Regions from separate parts of the Mus musculus genome. Here regions 1 and 2 are each linked to region 3. Evidence: chromatin contacts called from public Hi-C data. All regions are on one chromosome and are shown on one strand. The core of a region is the stretch at or near the end of the contact, and the rest is flanking DNA. Distances in the headings are between cores, read along the strand shown. Region 1 has its middle 100 kb from the start of Otc. Region 2 holds the start of Mid1ip1 (Mid1 interacting protein 1 (gastrulation specific G12-like (zebrafish))). Region 3 holds the start of Tspan7 (tetraspanin 7).

The links. Hi-C and Micro-C count contacts between places; a contact is called where the count stands out from the background.
Region 1: a Hi-C map of olfactory sensory neurons shows a contact between it and region 3, with 2.5 times the contacts expected there. The contact joins the enhancer-like site here to the promoter of Tspan7 in region 3. A contact is called at or near these places in 2 of 39 promoter capture datasets (hippocampal neurons and stem cell-derived epiblast-like cells), 2 of 484 Hi-C or Micro-C datasets (nephron progenitors and olfactory sensory neurons) and 2 of 9 other capture datasets (liver and pancreatic islet).
Region 2: a contact with region 3 is called in a Hi-C map of rod photoreceptor, with 6 times the contacts expected there. The contact joins the promoter of Mid1ip1 here to the promoter of Tspan7 in region 3. A contact is called at or near these places in 7 of 484 Hi-C or Micro-C datasets (the N1E-115 cell line, cardiomyocytes, cerebellar granule neurons and 4 more) and 1 of 115 datasets of contacts at active chromatin or transcription factors (microglia).

Annotation. Positions count from the first base shown.
Region 1 is chrX:10,353,792-10,356,491 of GRCm38.p6, reverse strand. No RefSeq gene overlaps it. Among named protein-coding and RNA genes, the nearest start is that of Otc, 100 kb to the right of the region's middle. Within about 2 kb of position 1,276, at least 4 of the 459 cell types and tissues checked have an H3K27ac peak or open chromatin away from gene starts, as enhancers often do. A contact at or near this core is called in olfactory sensory neurons, where this site is marked.
Region 2 is chrX:10,716,005-10,718,704 of GRCm38.p6, reverse strand. Mid1ip1 (Mid1 interacting protein 1 (gastrulation specific G12-like (zebrafish))) reads right to left here and starts at 1,340. Exons shown (of 2, transcript NM_026524.4): 1 at 1,001-1,340; 2 at 1-718. The coding sequence starts at 475.
Region 3 is chrX:10,483,708-10,486,410 of GRCm38.p6, reverse strand. Tspan7 (tetraspanin 7) reads right to left here and starts at 1,295. Exons shown (of 8, transcript NM_019634.2): 1 at 1,173-1,295. The coding sequence starts at 1,253.

The DNA of each region.
Region 1 (2,700 bases), core at 27-2,526, 130 kb after region 3:
TTGTTCTAGACACAAAGACCTGTAATCCTTTGGGAGGGACCTTCTGGGTCCTAATGTCTATTGGTATCACTCCGATGAATCAAAACACAAAAGATCAATCTTGAAAGTCTATGAGTGCAAATGTGCTTTGCCAATAAGTTTTTACCTCTAGGTTAAAGTACTTGTTTATCTCTGTCAGGTTCTATTCTTTTTCTTGTTTTTCATTCTGCTATTTTGAGCTATACCTCTGGCCTGTCTCTGATCATCTCAGGATTACAATACTTCCAAGGAAGGCCACCAGGGATACAGATGTTTGCTCTCATTAGCAGGAAAACAAAGCTCTGTTTGTTCCTCTCGTTACTGTCAGGGGAACTCTGGTTTAATTCCAACACAAGTCTGGGTGTTGATTTCACACAGAGGGATTACCTGGCACGTCTGTGAAATTTCAAAAGCAGTCTCAGAGGAGCCATCTGACTCAACACCGTGTGACTAGGGAAAACCCGAGTATACATAATACACTGGAATTTTCTTTTAGCATGTGATTAGCAAACAGTTGTGAAGGCAAATCAAGTAAATAAAATACCAATGACATCTTATTTATCTGGAATAGAGTATTGGTTCTGAAGTCATCCCTAATAATGCCTCTTGTGTACATTACTAACCTCCCACTACATGGAAGGTCACTCATGGAAGTAGATGCTGCCAGAGTTCTGCCCATAATTCCAATTCCTTTATCATTTTTATACTTCTTAGTTCCCTGCAGGCTTGTATTCCCAATAGGCTGCATCTGTGTCTCTTAATTGGGTTGTTATTAGTGAAGAGACAGACGAACAGCTTTTGTGTTGTCACCAACGCTTCTAGGAGTTCCCTTAATGTTTTAGAGATTCCAACTCAGGCAAACCCAAGATGTGTGGCTTGCATCATGAAAGAAAATATTATCAGGATTAGCCAGGACAAAGAAGCATTAGAGATGTACTAAAAATTAATAAAGGGGCTAGAGAGATGTCTCAGAAATCAAGAGTGCTTCCTGCTCTTCCCAAGGACCTGAGTTCAGTTTCCAGGATCCATGCCAGGAGGATCCAAGGGACCTGGTGCCCTCTCCTGACCTCTATGGCCATTTTCACACTTCTCTCTCTGTCTTTGTCTCTCTCTGTGTGTGTCTCTGTATGTCTCAGTGTCTCTCTCTCTCCCTGTCGGTGTCTGTCTGTCTGTCTCTCCCTCCCCCTGTCTCAGCATAAGCATTGGCTTCCCATGAGAGAGAGAGTTGTAACTAAGTATCTTAGCATTAGTCATGCATACCCATTTGAGGCCTTTAAGATAAATCTCAAAGGGTTGCTAAGAATCTCTACATCCTCCCCACTCAGGAGATGTCTTTGATTTATGAAATTTCAAAGTGATAAGATAAAATCAGGGACTACTAAGGTTTCACAAGGGGGTTTCAGTGAAATTCCCAGGAAAGTGTAAGCTTCAGTCCCACTGACTAGCATTTATGGTACTGAAAGGCACTGTGCTTACTATTGGAGGAGAAAACTGAGCATCAATATTCTCCAGCTACAAACCTTGTGACTACAACAGCAACCTGCTTGCAAATACTAATACTGTTAGCACAAACATTATTGGAGTAACTAATCACTCTTTGATTGGATTTAAGGTCCATTCCATGAGCTAGAACCTGTATGTGACATTACTAAAATAGCCAAAAACTTGAAACTAGATGTGTCATAGGCCCTATGGGAAAATCTAATACTATTAGTCTGCTAAATGAACGTAGCAATAAAATGACTTCCAATGTCATATTGCTAGCAATTATAGATCATGCCTCACTCAGCCATCATCAGAAAAGCTTCTTGTAGCAGATGGCAATTAGTGAAGTGACCCACAACTTGGCTATGTGCAGTGAAAGACCTTAACACACTTAGCCGTACATGGGATGTTGTCATCAAACCCATCCCCTTAAGTCCACATAGATTTATGTGGAAGAGAAAGTGAGAAGATAGTAAAAGCCAGAAATAGTGGACCACACTAAGAAAATAGAATCGTCTAGACACAAAGGGGATGACACACATGTGAACTCACAGAAACAGTGGCATTATGTGACACCTGCACAAATCCAAGGCAGACAAAATTTTAGTATGGAAACGGGAAAGTGGGCACCAAGTCCCACCACTTATCCAGAAGCTGTGTTCAACTGATAGCTGCTGGGAGAGGGAAAATCAGTTTTTTTTAATGGGTCTATCAACCACACTCTAGGGAAAACCTCATGCTCAGGAGTAGTTGATTGACACAAAACTAACTCCATGGTTTTTTATTGTTGTTGCTGGTGGTGGTAGTGGTGGTGGTGGTGGGGTATGTATGCATTTTTTTTGGCCCTTTTTGTTGTTGTTGTTGGGTGTTTTTTGTTCCTTTGTTTTTTAGAGATTTTTTTAAGAGAGAAAGCACATAAGAAAACCAGGTAGGCTGACTGCAGATCTTCTCCTCCCTCTGTTTCCTTACATCCAATCCCCTTGTTGCATCTCCAGCTCTGCAGCAGAACACCTGTGGTAGCCTTCTGGGATGTAGGGATGTTCTCATCTCCTGTGACTCCCACGGATCTTCTTCTAATATCCCTCTCCCCACTCATTGTTTTCACCCAGCCCCTCAACCCTAGCACTGGGAACGCAGCAGCTGAGCAGGCCAAGGAAAGCAGGTAAGCCAATTGAAGACCATCAGTACTCCCCTGTC
Region 2 (2,700 bases), core at 91-2,590, 230 kb before region 3:
TGGAGAGCACGGTGTGCAGCCCGCGCAGGTGGTAGTGGAACTGCTGCTCCAGATCTTCCTCGCCCGCATCCGCGCTCTCCAAGTGACTCAGGCCCACCAGGATGTCCTTGGGCTTCCAGGTGCTCTCCTCGCTCCCGGCCGGCGGAGACGAAGGCTGGTGCAGGACTCCCCACTCGATATCATTGCGGATGGACTTGAGCAGCACGTAGTGGCTGTACATGTCCCGGGAGGGCGCGAAAAAGCTTTCATTGGCGCTGCCCGGGCTTGGGGCCGGGGTCGTGCGCTCCTCCAGGCAGCCGCCACTGCCGCCTACCTCCACGCTGACCTCGTCTATCTCCGGCTCGGACAGGGGTACGTCGCGCAGCAGACTGGGCACCATCACCGTCTGGTCCATGTTGTTCACCGCGCCAATGAAGCGATTCATGGCGTTAAAGAGCGAGTGCTTCTGGTTATATGTGTCGCAGATTTGCATCATGGTGGCCGAGCGGGCGCGGAAACACAGGGACGCTGGTACACGGAGATAGACCGCTGGCGATGCCGCCTTCAAGCGCTCTCAGAGGCTGATGCCGGGAGCCTGCTTGAAGCCGGTGTGACGGGATTCCCAGATCCTTCTCCGCCCTCTCTAACTTGCTTCTTTCTCAGCTCAGCCCTTCGTGAGGCCCGGCTGCTCTTATCTTTGGCTCAGGATTGACGGTGGGTGGCTGGGTCTAGCCTTTTTCTGCTTGGGAGACAGAGACGAAAAGAACAAATTACCCACCCGGTTAGGATGCCCGGCATCCGGTCCGCGCGATGCTCCCACCCTGACCAAGGCTGGCCAGAGAAGGCACAAGGGTGGTTCCTTGGGACCAGCCGGTATCACCTCCTCCAATACTAGCAGAAGACCTTTGAAAAAAAAGGAGAAAAAAATCTCCCCCATCCCGGACTCTCTGGTTTCTCCCTTCTAAAACCTAAGCGAAAGCAACCATATTAGCCCGGGCTGCCAAAGGGCGGGGACACCCACCTCTTGCACTGCGAAATCCCCTGGTTCTCAGTGCTTGCGTTGCGGACGGTGGCTGCCCAAGGGCGCTGCTGCGGTCACTGATCGGACTGTGAGTAAGGGCGACTGTGGTTGCTCCGGCCCCCTGCCCATTCCAGGTGCTCAATTTATAGTCCGGGAAAGGTGTCCCAGGCGCCCAGGACCACCCCTGATGTCTCCTCCTCCTACCTCCTCCAGCAGCACAGATAAAAGGTCCCAGCCCTGACCGCGAGTAACACTCGCCCAACCCTTTCTACCGCGGGGGCGGGGCACGCCGGGTGGCTCCGCCTCTCGCCTGATACCCGGGCTAAGGCAGGGCGGCCCAGCAGGGCAAGGCAGGGTAGGGCTGGGAGGATGGAGCGGCCGCACCCCAGCACCAAACCCAGAACAAGCTGTTTGGGGGAGGGAGGGCGAGGCACTGAGCCCAAGGAGCCGCCGTCCAAACCAGAGGGCGGACTGGCGCGCGCGGGCTGGGCGGGCTTGGCGCGCACTCTCCGGGTGGGATGACCGGAATGCTTGTGTGTCCGGGTTGCAAAAGAGCCCCTCAATCCTGAACCTAGAGTGACTGCAGTCCGGAAATTTAGCCTCGATTTATTATTAGACGTCGGGTAAGAGGGATTCACAGCTGCCCTGACTCCATACTTGGGAATCTTATGTAAGAAGAGTTAGCAGGACATGCCGGATGCACGTGGACATGGGGTGCTCCCTCCACGGCCCAGGTCGTGGTCAGCTGCAGGGGGATGGGAACACTGAGGCATTTGCTTCCCTCCTGGCGGGGTCTTTCCTACTACTGCTGCCAGGTATGAAGAGCACCCTGGTCATCTGATCTATAGTTTTGTGTCCCCCACCAAGAGATAAGAGCATGGCAATGGAGTGTGAACTTGGGCCTTGTGGCCCTTTTGGCTATCAAAAAGACTAGGAGAAGGTGGCAGAAGTTAGGACTGGTGTTGGGTATATCTTATCATTTAAAGAAAAAAAATGGGAGTATACCCAATAACTTTCTGGAGTGTGTGTCAAGTGCTCCTTTCAAAAGATAGTTCTTAAGCAAGGGTTACTTAATAAGCCTAAGCTGTGTACCATAGCCCTGGATCTACCTTTCAAGTTTTACACTTGAAACTCCTCTTTCAGGTTCCCAGCCCTGAGCCCATACTCATTTCCCATCTCATTTCCTTTGCCACATCCCTCAACCTCCAGTCAGCTCTTCCATTCCTCCAGATAAGATGACTCAGGCTTCTAATTTTAAATTTCTTCCCACTAAAGTCTTCGGGGGGAAGTTTTAGTATGGCATTCCCCTGCAAGACAAAAAAGCGCCCCAAACAAGGAGAGACACTTATGCATGTGGGTTTGTTTGTTTGTTTGTTTTTTCTTGAAGGACTGGTACTGTCTACCGAAAATCATGTCTCTTTTCAATTTTGAAGGGAACAAGAGCTGATAACAGACAGAAAAGTCATTGGTAACTCTAGAACCCAGACTGGCAAATCTCCATCTCCCTCTGGTTTACTGGTTCTAGATCATAACCCATGCTTCCAATGCTTTCTTATGTATGTATGTATGTATGTATGTATGTATGTATGTATGTATGTATGGAGACACAGTCCCAGCCAGCCAGCCAGCTTGATTTGGAACGACAGCTACTCATCCTTCTGATTCAGTGTCCCATGTTCTTTTAAACATGAAATAATGTT
Region 3 (2,703 bases), core at 46-2,545:
GATCATGGTGTTGCGGGGGGCCAGGGTGGTGGTGGCAGGTATTCATTCCTTTGCAGGGTGGCTGTGACTTGAGGTGGGAAGAGGGAACTAGGGTGGGCATCTATGTGAAGAGAGAAAGAACTGGAAATGGTCTTTAGGTACCACCCACCTCTGCAAATGAAATCACTGCAGTGTCAACCCTGCACTGATTCCATGAATTGCCAAACAGGATGAGGTAAGGCATAAGCCCAGAGCCCCCTCCTCCCCTTTTCCCTCCTCCTGCGCACAGAAGGGCGCATCCCTCAGCGAGGTGCACCACGCAGCCCTTCGCGGGCCTGGGCTGAAGGGCTGACGTCACCTTTCTGCATTGAGCTCAAGGACTAGTAGCAGTACCAGTTAGGTGGGGAACAGGGGCGCTGCCGCAGCCACCAGGTGGTAGGGGGTCCTCCTCTTGGGCATTGCAGATTGGGTTCACACAGAAAAACACAATAACCGAGTGGAAACAGTAAGGGGTGGAAAGAAATCTGAAAGGGGTCGTAAGAGCCAGTCGCTGAGGAAGCTCAAAGATACCCCTGGCTTATGTAAGACCCTCTCCGTGCGCCTCCACGCGGTGGCGGCGCCTGTCCCGCATTAGTGCGCTTGGGAGACTGATCGCCCTTGTCCAGTCAGGCAGAAGATTCCTGGCGACTCTCTCCCACAGCCCTGCAGGGTTAGGACTAAGTCGGGATCTTAGATCTAACCCCGCCGTCCTGCGCCCGCTCCCAGCCCGCCACAGGTTAGCTCCATTAGCTCCAACAGGCACCCAAAACTGGCTTGGTAAGGTAAGGAGAGAAGTCCAAAAGAGCAAACAGACAAATCACAACAACTTTCCCCAGGGGCTGATCCTGTCCTGAGAGTTTAAGAAATCAATGCATTAAAAAAAATTTTTTTTTTTTGGAAGAGTGGAAAAATCTGCAACCACCGCCACCACACAGCCCACTTCAGCCTTCGTCGGACAAACTCGAGGGTTGGAGCAGCCCAGACCTGCACCCTACCATCTCACAGCCCCGACCCAGCAGCCTGCGGCTGTCTCCTTGTCCACCGGCTAAGATCGGGTTTGGGGTTTGGGTTTTCCTTCCACCTTTCTTTCTAAGAGCATCACCACACGGTCTGATAGACCGCGGCCCGGCCAGTAGCCAGAAGTGGGCACTCACCCAGAAGACGAAGGAGTAGATGATGAGGAGGGTTTTGAGACAGGTTATCACAGGTTTGGTCTCCATTCTCCTCGATGCCATACTACTCAGCTCCGGCGGCGGCAGTGGCGGCGGGCGGCGGGCGGGCGCAGGAGGGGGAGGAGGCGGGGCCGAGGGAGGCGGGGCGGGAGGGGGAGCGCGTGCTGCCGGAGCTTCCCGTGCGCGCGCAGGCTGGGCGGCGCGCTTGCCTTCGCGCGCGCCCTGCAGAGCTTGGGGAGAAGGAGCAACTAACTGCTAGGAATGCCTCCCAAGTCTGCAATCTGGCCCAGGCACAGACTTCCAGCTGAAGTCAGAAGGAACCTGAGAGCCTAGAGGCTGGGCTGGAGGTCAGGGTAGCCTTTCTCAGACCACCCTAGCTTTAAGATTTCGGCTTTGTTGGAAACAGGGCCTGAACCTGCCTACATAATGATTGTATAGAGTGCTCTTGGCGATTGGACACTCAGGAGTCATGTCCTTGCCTTGTCTATGCCAGGAACAGATTGTGACAACCAGAGAGACACCTTGAAGGATAGTAAGGAACCCTGGAGTTCAGAGACACCCAAATCCTGGCTACTTTACAGTTCTCTATAGACTCCCTTTGAACTTCATAGTTTTCGATTTCCTCACCTTTGGAAATGACAAAAACGAGATTTAGCAACGTTCTTCCTACATATTAGATGTTTAACAGATAACAACAATAACAAAATTTCTTTAAACTACCAGAGATTCATTTGCCTCACTTAGAGAGCACTGCCGTTCTCCTGTGGAGCCCCACTGCAGCAAGGAAGCAAAATGGGAAACAACCTGTTATTTGCTCCAAAAGTTGAATGTAAAGTCACGGTAAGAACTGCACTCCTAGATATCTATGGGAGAGAAATGGAGACACAAGTCCACCGGAGAACTTGGGCACGAATGTGGAGAACACCAGTCCAAGCGAGCTCAGCTGACAAACGGATGGTTCACTTGTCATCCAATGGAAAACTTCGTCTGTAAAAAAGAATGAGGTGCTGCTGACCCGTGCTTCCAAGCAATAAACCTTCCAAGTATGCATAGTGAAAGGAGCCAGATACAGAAAAATTGCATACCGAATTACCCACATCTAAAATAAACAAACCCATAGAGAGGGAAAAATGGGTGAGCGGTTGGTGACGGGGTGGGGGGCAGGAATAAGGAGTACAGCTGATGGCTTGGGTGATTGCTTTGATTTGGGGAGTGAGGAAAGTGTTGTAAAATTAGTAGTGATGGGCGCCTGCATGGTCTTGTGAGAATAATAAAAACCAATGGATAACATAGTTTTCAAGAATGACCTTTATAGCCTGTGAACTATATCAGAATAGAAAATAATATACACTCTACGTAGATTTCCTGTGGCTAGCTTTGCAAAGACAAGCACATAGTATTGCGTCTGCAGAGATTTCATCTGATTCCCCAAAGAAAGTACAGCATCACAGGCTAACTCCACGTGGACGGTGTTAGGAATACATTCTGTGAAAGAGTGAAATAATAGAGTCGC